Regions from separate parts of the Mus musculus genome. Here region 1 is linked to region 2. The links are chromatin contacts, called in public promoter capture Hi-C maps. All regions are on one chromosome and are shown on one strand. The core of a region is the stretch at or near the end of the contact, and the rest is flanking DNA. Distances in the headings are between cores, read along the strand shown.

What was found. Promoter capture Hi-C pulls out the DNA fragments that hold promoters and counts their contacts.
Region 1: a promoter capture Hi-C map of embryonic stem cells shows a contact between it and region 2, with 2.3 times the contacts expected there. A contact is called at or near these places in 5 of 39 promoter capture datasets (embryonic stem cells, liver, pre-B cells and 1 more) and 1 of 130 datasets of targeted methods (embryonic forebrain).

What each region holds. Positions count from the first base shown.
Region 1 is chr19:38,318,805-38,324,692 of GRCm38.p6, forward strand. The region is part of intron 2 of Gm9886 (a long non-coding RNA gene); the gene reads right to left. Among named protein-coding and RNA genes, the nearest start is that of Gm9886, 5.5 kb to the right of the region's middle.
Region 2 is chr19:37,680,539-37,686,940 of GRCm38.p6, forward strand. It overlaps Cyp26c1 (cytochrome P450, family 26, subfamily c, polypeptide 1), which reads left to right and starts at 5,142. Exons shown (of 6, transcript NM_001105201.1): 1 at 5,142-5,345; 2 at 5,899-6,123. The coding sequence starts at 5,142. Gm32342 (a long non-coding RNA gene) reads right to left here. Exons shown (of 3, transcript XR_003952929.1): 3 at 1-915. Exoc6 (exocyst complex component 6) reads left to right here. Exons shown (of 22, transcript NM_175353.2): 21 at 1,122-1,234; 22 at 2,308-2,715. The coding sequence ends at 2,440.

The DNA of each region.
Region 1 (5,888 bases), core at 712-3,211, 640 kb after region 2:
GAACTGAACTCAGGCCATCGGGCTTGGCAGCAAGTATCTGTACCCACTGAGCCATCTCTTTGGCCCATGCTCTATTAGCTCTGATGACATAAGGCTTCTATGATTCTGTGGATGGCCAGATTAGGAAGCTGATGTTAATTGAAGGCAGGGATTGAAAGAAAAGCTCCACTCTTCTTTCCTGCAGCTTGGTTTAAGATTTAAAAAAAAAAAGACTAGATATCTTCAGGAAAGCTAAGTTTAGAAGAAGCAAGTCTGAACTATGAGGAAGCCCTGAAGTTTTCATCTCAAGGCAAGGAGAAGGCAGCCACGCTGCCCTTTCCAAGGAAAGAGTCATCTGAAACAGGAGCTCACCAGCAGAAGAGAAAGTGGCTCCTTTTCCACATCAGCATCACTCTAAATTTATTTCCTAAAATGCAGTTTTCCATTTAATGCAGTGACTTCTGGCTCATGCCCATCTTTAATGGTCTCGCCACCTGCAGAGAATAGACTGAAAGTGTTGATGATGGAGATAAATTCTGAGAATGACTTTTGCCTGAGCGTTTGCCAATATGTAGGAAATGTGCTAAATAGATTTCACACATTTAATCACTTAATTATTGCAGTGATGTGTTTATCGCCCCTACTGTCCAAAGAAAGAAATGAAGATTCCAGACCTAGGGACACAAAACACAGCAAAAATGATGCACTTACTAACTTCAGGGGGCACAAGTCATGAAAGCATCACGTAACTTTTACTTCCTATGAATCTTTCCCTAGAAGATACTGCAGAGTGTTCCCCACCAAAACGAGAGAATAGACTGTCAAAGAAAGGGATGTGGGATCGGGATTTGAAAACAGAATTTAAGGCAGACGAGAAGGCAGTTCTAAGATTTCCTTTTTAAAGTTTCTGTTTGTTTGTATCCATGCACATGTACATGTGTGGAGGTTAGAGGACAACTTGGAGCAATCGGTTGGCTCCTTCCACCGTGTAGGTCCTAGGATTGAACTCACCTTGTTAGGTTTGGCAGCAAGCACCTTTATTTCCTGAGCCAACTTGTTGACCCTCATTCTGAAATGTCTATGCAGTCGGCAACAAAATGACCAGAAGGTAAAGGTGTATAGAAGCTTCCTGGGACGATGGGAGGGGGGGTCCCCAGGGTTAAAATGAAGTGAGAAGTTATTGATAACGTATTGTTGCTATTGAGCTTGAGGAGGGTTTGAGAATCAGTTATCAGATTCACCGAAAACTAAATAAGTACCAATGCAATTATTAGCTTCCGGGGAACAAGTCACGAAAGCAGAAAAACCGACTAATGTTTAGCAGGGACTAATATTTATATATTTGCAGTGATCTGAATACAGAATCTATGTGTGTGTTTGTGTTTACATATGTGAGTGTGAGCATATGTTTACATGTATGTATGTGTGCATGAGTGTACCTGCGTACATGCCTGCTTGTGTGTGCATGTGGGGGGCGGGGGACAGCAGAGGGCAATGCCATGTGTCCTCAATTCTCTGTTACTGCTTGAGACAGAGTCTCTCACTGACTGACCAATGAGCACAGGGGATTCTCCTGTCTCTGCCTCTTCAGCACTGGGTCCCAGGTTTGACAGCAGGACTGTCAAAGCTGGGTTTTCTTCTTGCGCTTATGTAGCAAACACATTACCAATTGAACCATTGCCCCAGCCCCTAAGTGTAATTCTTTAAATTTAACAATTACAAAACTTAACTTGAAGCCAGCATTATGAAACACTTACTCCCAGCTAATGTAACTGCTCCAATAGTTTAACCCAATCTGTTTTTTCATTCACCTATGTCGCTCTTATTGTCAACGTATCTGTTAGGCTGGAGAGCTTACATTCATTCCCTGAGGTCACAAAGCTTGAATGCAAGCTTAAGCAGCCCGTACTCTGGGGACTGCTGTCCCTGCTGTCATGGCCTCTATCACTGGTCCTGGGCCTAGGGAGGGAAATGGGAAGGGCCCTGGGAGATAGCGCTGAGAAATTTAAATCTCCACCCATTCTAATAATAAGTCAACAACTGCGTATCCAGGACAGATAACGTAAGGAATTTCAGCCCTTGCACACTACCCCAATTAGAATACAGAAGTAGGTATCATTAGAAACACAAAACAGCTGAAAGTCTCTGTTTCAGGAGACTGGAGAGGGGTGGGGAAGGGCTCCTGCTATTACTGGAATTGCTTTGTCTTTTTTTTTTTTTATGGTTGTAGAGACAGCTTTTCTCTATGTAGGACTAGTACACAGAACTCTGTAGTCCAGGCTGCCCTCAAACCCAGAGACCCTCCTGTCTCTGCCTCCCAAGTGCGGGGATTAAAGACATGCATCACCCCCAGCACTTTGTTTAATATTTAAAGGGACTTTCTTTTTAAAATATATTGTATACATTTATTTATCATGTACGTGTGTGTGTGTGTGTGTGTGTGTGTGTGTGAAAACACCTATCAAGAGTCCATTCTTTCCTTCTACCATGTAGGTCCTTAGGATTGAACTCAGGTCAGCAGGCTTGGCAGCAAATACCTTTATGCACTGAATCATCTTGCTGGCCCTCATGTGACCTTCATATAACACTTGAATAGCTTTTTCAGTGGGAAGTTTTCCTCATAAAGGAAAGGCAATAATAAGTCCCCTCCCCTTCCAGCTCAGCTATCTTGTGGAGACCATTGTTGGCTTGATGGTGGTTTTGCTGCCTCATATACCTATATTGAGGTCAGTATGCCAGTGTCCTGGCAGTCATTGATGACTGAGCCAGATGTGCACTGCTATGCTTACACTTGGGAGCAGCACACAGACCCCTTATAACAGATCTATCAACTAAAAGGGCTTACAGCATCTACCTAGAAGTACACTCCTAGTCACACCTACATCCTTGAATATTATGAAATGAAATTTGGTATTATTGATCATAAATAACCCAGGACTTTGAACTATCTAAATTCAGTCCCCTTTATTTCCAGCATTTCATAGTTAGCAACTTCTAAATCTTCTTCTCTCCCGGGGAGAAAGTTTAAAGGGCAACCTAGGAGTAGAGAGATGGCTCAGCAGTTAAGGGCACCTGGAGTCAGATCCCAGCACCCACAGCAGGTGGTTGCCTGTAGGATGGAACTCTAGTTCCAGCAGTGAAACTGATGCCTTATTCTGGCCTCCACAGCACCCCCCCCACATACATGGTGTACATAAACTCACATACATACACATAAAAATAAGAATTTGTAAGGGGACAGTGACCTAATGCTGATATTGGAGATGTCTACATTCTCAGCTACTTTGTCACGAATGCTACGGCAAGTGAGTCATAGCAGTAACAATTATTAGTACACCAGAGCAAGCAGCTTTGTCCTTAAAAGGCCCTTGAGTTGGAACAACCGCAATATGTGGTACAAGATGAAAAGATACCACTGCCTGACAACAAATCGAATAAGAACCAGATCATAGTTGATGATCTCAGACATCTTTCTGACTGTACTTTCGGGTTCTTCCCAGAAACAAACCATTAGCTGTTATGATAAATGCCAGAATCATTCATCCAGGCACGAGAGATAACGTCTACCTAGAAGCTTCAATATGGCTTCAAGCCATGGATCTTCACTGTAGGAGAGTCTGGTACCTGTTAAAGGGTTCTGAAGAAGGAGCGTTGAGCAGCATGACTCATAGCTTTTGGGAGGTGGGAGGAGGGGAGAGGGACATGGCTCAAGAAGAATAGATCTACATGTCCACCAGAGAGCTGCCAGCAGAACTGGCATGCTCATGTAGCTTCAATGACTATGTATGGTAATTGTGGACATCTACACTCCAGGAAACAAAGATGAGAAAAGATTTAGGCAAGGGAGTTTTGGAAAGACAATGTTGTCCCAGAGAGTAATTAGAGGATCTATTCTGGTGAGTCCAAAAACAGCGTCCCAGGCTACCTAGAAGGATGACTGACTAGCTTTGCTGAATGATAAGGATGGTTGTAGGAGACAGAGGCAGAGTAGGGAAGACATGGCAATGTGTCGCAGTTCATGCCATGCAAGCCTGTGGCAGAGGTAAGGACAGACATCAGATGACGGTTAGCACCTTCAAAGACCCACCTCTGGTGACCTTCCATCAGCTAGGTCCTGACTCCTAAAGCCTGACCATCTGGTGACCAAGCATTCAAAACACCAGCCCGTGAGGAAACATTTCAGAGTCAAACCAGAACAACTCATAAGGACTCAATTAAGATATGAACAATTAATTCAATCACCCTGAAACAATCACACAGCTTCTCCTGTGCACCAAAATGGAGGCACCATCGGGATTATCAATGCCCACTTGCCCTCAACAAAGACAGATGATGGAAACCCTTGGCTTTCCTCTTCCCATAGGCCTTTAGTCTCCCATCCAATCAAGAGGGGCAATATTCTGACCTATGATGGGTCACATGATGAGGGAGTTGGCTTCATAGACCAGCACAAATTGCCTCTTTTTTCAGTGATTAAGTGTGTGGAGACTGAACGTGGTTGAATGTGCAGTAAGGCCAAGCCTCAAGTGTAGGGGGGTGAAGGATGCAACACCCCCCACCACTTGAGATGTCTGGCCTGTCTCTAGGTGTTCAGAGAAATCCAGAAAAGAACCTTATAAGGAAGGAGAGTGAGTGGGAGGGAACAGGGGGTAAATTTTGAGAAGTGTGTCATTGAGTTAAAGCCCTTACGCCACTTAAAAACACATGGCTGGACCATGTTCATCATATATATCTCCTTTGAGAATACAGTCCATGAATCATAGTTTCAACAGGATTATAGAAATGACTAACATAAGTCTGCTTCCTTTGCGTGAGCATTTGCACAACTTAAGCAGGTTGTAACTCCAGAGAAACCTGGAAAATTACCCACAGGATCCTAAGGAACCCAGAATCCAACAGACAGGATTCCAAACACTTGTCAACGTGCTCCTATCCCTGCCCTTCTGACCCATGTTACTGTAGCAAGTTCTTCCAGAATCATCTTCACTGCTAAAAAAAAAAAAAATCAGTGGAAATGTGTCCTCTCTATCTTTCTGGGGACAGTTCTAAGCTCTAGTCTTGGCTTTCAACCTCATTAAAAGCTGTGGGCTGTTCCCTAATAGGGCTCACTGTGGCTTGGACTGACTTGGTTTGTGCTGATGTCTCCCCCATGTGACAGCCTGGGTTTCTACTTCAATTCATTGTTCTCTAAGAGACCCTTTTAAGTCCCCAGATTGAAAGTATTTAAACAATACAGAATTTAGTGTTTTCACACTAAACCACAAAACCAAGAAGTGCTTAATAAGTAGTATGTAGATTTGGGTTTACAGCAAAAGTAGGAGTCCAGGGCTTTCTCTGATATAAAAAGGACAGGAAGCAGCTAGACAACGTCTGGTACTGCAGGATAGAACATTGTGATACTGTCTGTCTCTGTCTCTCCCCACCCCCTTTTGATTTGTTGACTGATTGATGGATGGATGGAAAAGGATTAGAACAAAGATATAACTTAGCTGGAATCCACTGGGGGAAATCACTTCAGAAGCTATGGACTGGGGCAGCACAGAAACTGGTCCCCACCGTAACCATAGTGACAGAGCAGCAGGAAGGTGGGAGGTGTGGAGAAGAGTAGGCAAAGAGCATCACAGGCCGAGGACAAAAGAGAAAGAGAGAGAAGGGGGTGATCGGGTCATGGGTTAAGGGGCAGGGACCATGAATAGCTGGAGCTAAATTCAGGTTTTTATTTTTTTTTCCATTTTTTATTAGGTATTTCGCTCATTTACATTTGCAATGCTATACCAAAAGTCCCCCATAGCCACCCACCCCCTCTCCCCTACCCACCCACTCCCCTTTTATGGCCCTGGCGTTCCCCTGTACTGAAAGAATTAGTAACTGCAGTTACCTAGGCAGGCAGGCTGCTCAGACAGCCGTGG
Region 2 (6,402 bases), core at 3,892-6,391:
CACTCTTACACATAAGATAATAAAAATAAATCTAGGGAATTTTAAAAGGCACATTTTTTACCATTGACAAGGGTCTGTCTGTATAGTAGTTGCAAATTGATGGAGAAAAATAAGGGTCAAACAAGTCCCTTGCCTTCTCAGGAAAAGTTGTTTTTTCCTAATCTTCCTTTGGGTGGCTTTAATCACCTTAAAAGTTTTTATTCCTCTTAGAGTGACTGACTCCACACACACATCCTGTGAGTAAACATTAATGCTTCCTTCATGTAAGAGCAAAACCAATAGAACCATTATTTATCAAGTATGTTTTTTAAAAAGGAATATTAAAACGCAGGAGATGGTAAGTTAAGCATCAGGCTTTCTGCGGCAGCTCAGGCTCAGGGATAGGAAGTTGGCTTTAACTGGCTTAAAGGGTTAGGGCTTAAAGGTGGATAAGGACTTTGATGCTTTCTGTTGGCCTCACATGGCTTTTAAAAGATTATAACAATATTTGACGATGATTCTAAGTGGAGTTTATAAAGCAGATAGTCAGTTTCGAGACGGTACGGAACACAGATGTCTCTTGTTGTTGTTTGTTTATACAAAATGATTGGCTAGAGTTACCAGGTGGGACCCCAGGTCTCATCCCGGTTCTGAGATCTGTCACCCAGGAGAATCCAGCAGAGGTTGTTTAATGCACTTAATTGAGATTAACTGAGCTTTTGCTTTAAATGACTTTAGGAAAGTCTGGCTGCAAACAGCTTCTTTGAAAGGTAAACACAGCTCTAAGAACTCCAGTTCCATATACAGGTGGCACGAGTCTTACCTGTAGCCTGGACACCCAGTAGGGTACAAAGACAAAGCAGGCGCCGATGTGATTTCCAGACAGTTTCATTTACAGTTGCGTGAAAATGCCATAAATTGTTAGGACAGCAACCACTGAAAATTTTGGCAATTCCAAAATGAAAAAAAAAAAAAAAAGAATACTATTTTGGTTGTAAAGGATACTCGTTATATTCTTAAAACGAATTTCATTATTTTATTGTAAAAAGGAAAACAATGTGAAAATGAACCAAGAAGCATATTCTTGACTTATGTGAGTGAACGTCCAAAATCCAACATGATATTCTCATCCTCTTCCTCAGCTCCTTGACCTGTTTATGGTTTGGGATTGGTCTACTTACCTGGCTGACTATGGGCAGCCGGCTTCCAAGTACCTCCGAGTGAACCCACACGCAGCCCTCACTCTTTTGGAGAAGTGAGTATGTTCTCAAAACACTTCCTTGGTTTTTATTTTGGATAGCATTTTACACAAGTTATGAAGCTCTCAGTTAAGCCAAATGTGATGGCATGTGCCAGTCCTGAGGCAGGAGGATCATGAGTTTGAGGGACCTGATGCTGTACTGAAAACAGGGAAAGGGGGGAGAGGGAAGGCAAGACTGTTTATCAGCCTCTTCTGATGAACAGACGATAAATTCCGTTCTTTCCTTTTAGAATCCTTTTGATTATATATGCGAGGAAAATGTTTTTTCTAGTGTACCCTGAAAACGTCAGGCACAGTTTGCTTTATAAATGTGTTAATGGGAGCCTGACATGTATGGCGCAGCTGTAGAAGCCTTTGTGCTTGGCCCTGAGTTCCTCCCCTCTACTGGAGAGAAGGGGAGATACGGGAATTGGAGCTACTTAAAAATAAAATAAAATAAAATAGGCCCAAGAATTGAAATGCTTTCTTCAGTGGTATCTCGAAAATTTTTTGCAGGTAGAGGAATAAGTGATTTGAAAAACTATATTGTGAAAAATGAGACTATGGTGCAGCTAAACAGTTGCTCTCATTATGTAGCAAACTTTCTCTTCACTCAGTCATATTTTGTTTAAAGCGTAACTATTAAAGTGTGCAGTTTTGTGTTATTTGATTTGAAAAGATATAAGAAGCTATTCACAATTTACATAAATCTATTTTATAATGTCATGAAATACTTACTACTGAGGCAAAACCATAACATTTTAAAATCTGTTACTGGCGTTTTCAATGCCACACAGTCCTGCTGTGGATGTGAGCTGAGCCCGTGGAGGGCATCCTGACAAAGCTCGGTGGCTCGATGTCAGGAAAGCAGCAAGTCTTGGATCCGTGTGCTAGCGCGAGATCACCACTTCTGTCTCTGAGTCTCTGTGTCACTAAGTTTGGTAGTACTGATTTCAAGCACAGGTTAATGGTGGATAATTCAGAACATGCCGAAAGAAAGGACAGACAGACTGACAGATGGATGGAAGGAAGGAATCCTAGAGGCAACAGTTTTCTTTTTCTAAGCATCCACGTTTGTGTGTTTGTAGGATGAAGGACACCAGCAAGAAGAATAACATATTCGCCCAGTTCCGGAAGAATGACCGAGACAGACAGAAGCTGATAGAGACAGTGGTGAGACAGCTCAGAGGCTTGGTGACTGGTATGTCCCAGCACACGTAGACCAGACCCATGCCTGAGTGCTTCTCTGTGGCCAGCACTGGTCGTGAGACAATAACTTGTTTACAGAAGCCAAAAACTGTAGTAGAGGAAAGACACTGATGAGGGCTTAAACAAGCAATGGCGGCAAACATCATTTGTATGGATTTTTAAATGACTGATTACTATTTTATATATAAAAATATAACAACTTTTTTCAATTTTAGAAGAAAAGTCAAAAGTGTAATATATAATCCCAATAAATTGTGTACAAAACTGATTGCAAATATTAGAAAAAACATGTCTCTGCTTGCATTTTTTTCTCCTATTTAAGCTTGAAGGAGTTTCTGTTTGTGTGGGTTATAGTTTGGGATGCAGCCACTGCTGATAAGGAAAATACTGCTGTTATTAGACTTTTAGCTTCTAGCTTCACCTCAGTGTGGCTTACATGGATGGCCCAGGAGTATCAGTTCTGCAGGGTCTGAGAGAGGAAGCACAGAGATCTTGAAAGTTCCTGAAGTCAGGCTCAGGTCTTCAGGACAGTAAATTATTTGTTCTACTTAGATAGCTTAATCATTCTGAAAATGAAGGAGGAGGTTAGGATTCGTAAAGATGAAGTGTTGTTTTGTTCATTGAAGTTAATATTTCTGTCTGTACCTTTTGTAGCTGACCCCATTTTTTTTAAAGTTTTAGTTTGGTTTAAGTTAAAGAGAAGGCGGCAGTGAAAGGGGCTGATCTGTCAGGTGTAGCCTGTCCCTGTTAGACATGTTCTTCCTACAGAATGAAATCACGACAGGGTTCAGGTCAACGCTATTCAGAGAAGATCTCAGTGCTGTGGAAACAAACTGGATCAACTGGACTCTGAAAACCCACCCAGCACGTGTACATTTTCCTTTGGGTAAATCACAGTGACACAAATGTGTAAACCTGACCTCTGTTTTCTCGACATTGTAATCATGCTGAAGTACACCCTTTGCATATTCCGGATTTATGCTTGTAAGATGACCTGACTCTGTAAAATAAGTGTGAAGAGCTATGCTCACATGTCTGGATTTTGTGATAAAATATTAAAAAGGTCGTGAGTTGTTGAAGATGCTCTTTCAGCTATTCGGAGATTCTCATTTCAAGCAGCCTGTTAGTCCCTAATTATATGAATGGGCATGACGCAAAACAAAACCTACTTGTTCTCTTGACAAAATACTCAAAGTATTTCGCAGTTTTAAATCATTACACAAAGAAATACAATAATTCTTAAGATACAGTACATTCTGGATATCAGGAACTGTGCTCTGAAGCTCTGAAGACTTTGGAGTGCTGCTGTTCCATGCACTCTGGGTATTTGGGAACACCCCTGGCTTTGGCTCAGGCATCTGGGGATTTGGAAAGAGGAACCTCCATATTTCCTGGAGCAGACACCCCTTGGGCTCCTCTATGCTCTTTCCAAAATAACAGGCACCCCCCTCGCGCTCTGCACCTCCCCCACCCTCACCTCTAGATTGTGTTAGCTAGCTGGTAGGCGGAAAGGCTTTGCAGCCCAGAGTGGGGCACAAAGCCCAAGATGCAAGCTGGAAGGCCCGGGGAGGGGGCAGGATCCAGCAGACTCCAGAGATGGGCAGTGAAAAAGAAGCCAGAAATTGACTTGGTCCTAAGACCAGAGCCGCACCCAGGCTACAGGCTTCTGGAGTGCTTTGGGTGCCTCCCCTCCCCCGGGAAGCTTGGAAGCAGTGAAATTACCATCTCCTGGAGGATCCCTTAAAGTGGGAGTTTGGAGAACTAGGAGCCATCAGAGGGTCGGGGAACTGGATCCCAGCCAGCCTTCTGAAGCGCTAGTGTCACAAGCCACTTTCCCTGAGAGAGACTGAGCAAAGGGGCGCAATCCCCGCCTTTAGACCTTAATGTGGTGAACAGTAGAGGTTTGGGGTGGGGTGGGGGTACTCAAGGAGGGGGGAATCTGAGAGCCAGGCACTCGCAGGATGTCTCCTTCACGTGGGCTTCTCACGCTGGCACTCTGGCGGTGCTAGGTGCTCGCACCGGAGAATGGAAATCAAGTGCTAAACTGCAGGCTCCGCACAAGGATGTGCATGGGGGCTCAGCCCTCCCCCCCCCCCGCCCCCCAGCTCCCGCCCAGATGCCACTCCCTATTTGGATGTCGGTGAACCGGCCACTGCCCACTGCTTCCAATCATTACTCTGAGTGGGACTCTTTAAATATCCGTAGACACGTCATGTTGTATGACCCAGTCCGTAGGGAGGGAGGCAATATCTATATAAACTTGTCGGAGGGTGGGCGGAGAAGGGTTAACGGAGGGAAGGAGGGAAGGCAGTGGGCAGGGGTCTGCTGCCCTGCAGCAACAGTGGCTGGCAGTGCCTGGTGAATTGTTTCTCCCAGCCTCTATCTAGGAGCGCTGAGCCCAGAAGGTGGGAGCATTCCAGAGGAAAATGGCCCAATTTGGATGCGGTGACTCTTTTTTAACGGACATCCGGAGAAATGCCCTGAGTCTTCAGCCTCAAGGAAGGCACATTCTCTAATTGCTCAGGGTTAGTACTGCCTCCCACTGAACGTCTTGTTTTAAGAGTGGTAGCTTTGAATTTAATATTATCTCTGGCTTGGCCCCTAATCCTGGGCCTTTTCTGGACTGTGCAGGTGAGGTGAGCTCTGCAATAGTTCTTGAGCCCCCTGCCTTCCCAGTGGCCTAGCTCACCCCTCTCAACCCTGCATTCTCGCCATGATTTCCTGGGGGCTGAGCTGTTTGTCCGTGCTGGGGGCTGCCGGCACCACTCTCCTGTGTGCGGGTCTGCTGCTCGGCCTGGCCCAACAACTCTGGACCCTCCGCTGGACTCTGAGCCGGGATTGGGCCTCCACCTTGCCCCTACCCAAGGGCTCCATGGGCTGGCCATTCTTCGGTGAAACGCTGCACTGGTTGGTACAGGTGAGTGGTTTTATCATAAAGCAATGCCCCTTTCCTGCATCTTCCATCATGCACTCTTGGTTCTCAGTGCATCTCATAAGATTCCTTACCAAATATTCCGGGGATTTCGAAAACCCGACTTGCCTAGCTGTTCTGTTCTTTCTAAGAGACCCCATGTCACCGAGTTTTACGCTCATTTTAAACTCTTTTGATTACAACTGGGGCTGTAAAGCAGGGGCATAGGGAGGGGTTTGAGGGATGTGGTACCCATATCTTGCAAGCATAGACTAAAAAGCCAAGCCACATTTCAGCCATGCATCCTTGGGCACTCAGATTTCCTGTGTACGCCTTATCTCACCTCATCAGTGGGCTTCTCACCTCACCAGTGGGCTTCTACAATCCCATCGAGTAGCTAAGAGGCCGGTTGGAGATCTTGTTTTGTAACTAATGTGACAGCCTAGGACTAGAGAGTTGTAGAGACTAGTAGAGGACTAGGAAGAGGCAGTTGGGATGTCTGGGACAGATCTCCAGCCCTGCAGACCCAGAGACCCTTCAAGCTCCGCCTTGTTTGCAGGGCTCTCGTTTCCACAGTTCCCGCCGCGAGCGCTACGGGACAGTGTTTAAGACGCACCTTCTGGGCAGGCCAGTGATCCGGGTGAGCGGCGCTGAGAACGTGCGCACCATCCTGCTGGGCGAGCACCGCCTGGTGCGTAGCCAGTGGCCACAGAGTGCGCATATTCTACTAGGGTCACACACACTACTTGGCGCGGTTGGTGAGCCCCATCGGCAACGGCGTAAGGTGAGAAAACCAAAGCACCTTAAAAGATCCATGGACCCTGGGTTCCTGCAGTGAGCCAGGCCAGGGCCTGGCGTTCCACATATATTGTGCACTTGACCAGGGTTCCGGCCTAAGGAACGGGTGGCCCGGAATAAGTCTCCTTACATTTCTGGGTTTTGAATTGTAAAGCCAAGTCAAGGCTAACAAGTCCTTGATTTCAGATCTTATGTCACTTGCCAGCAGCTTTGGGGATTCAGATTTAAGAGGGTTCAGGGAAGGCTGTGGAGCAGCTAGCAGCAT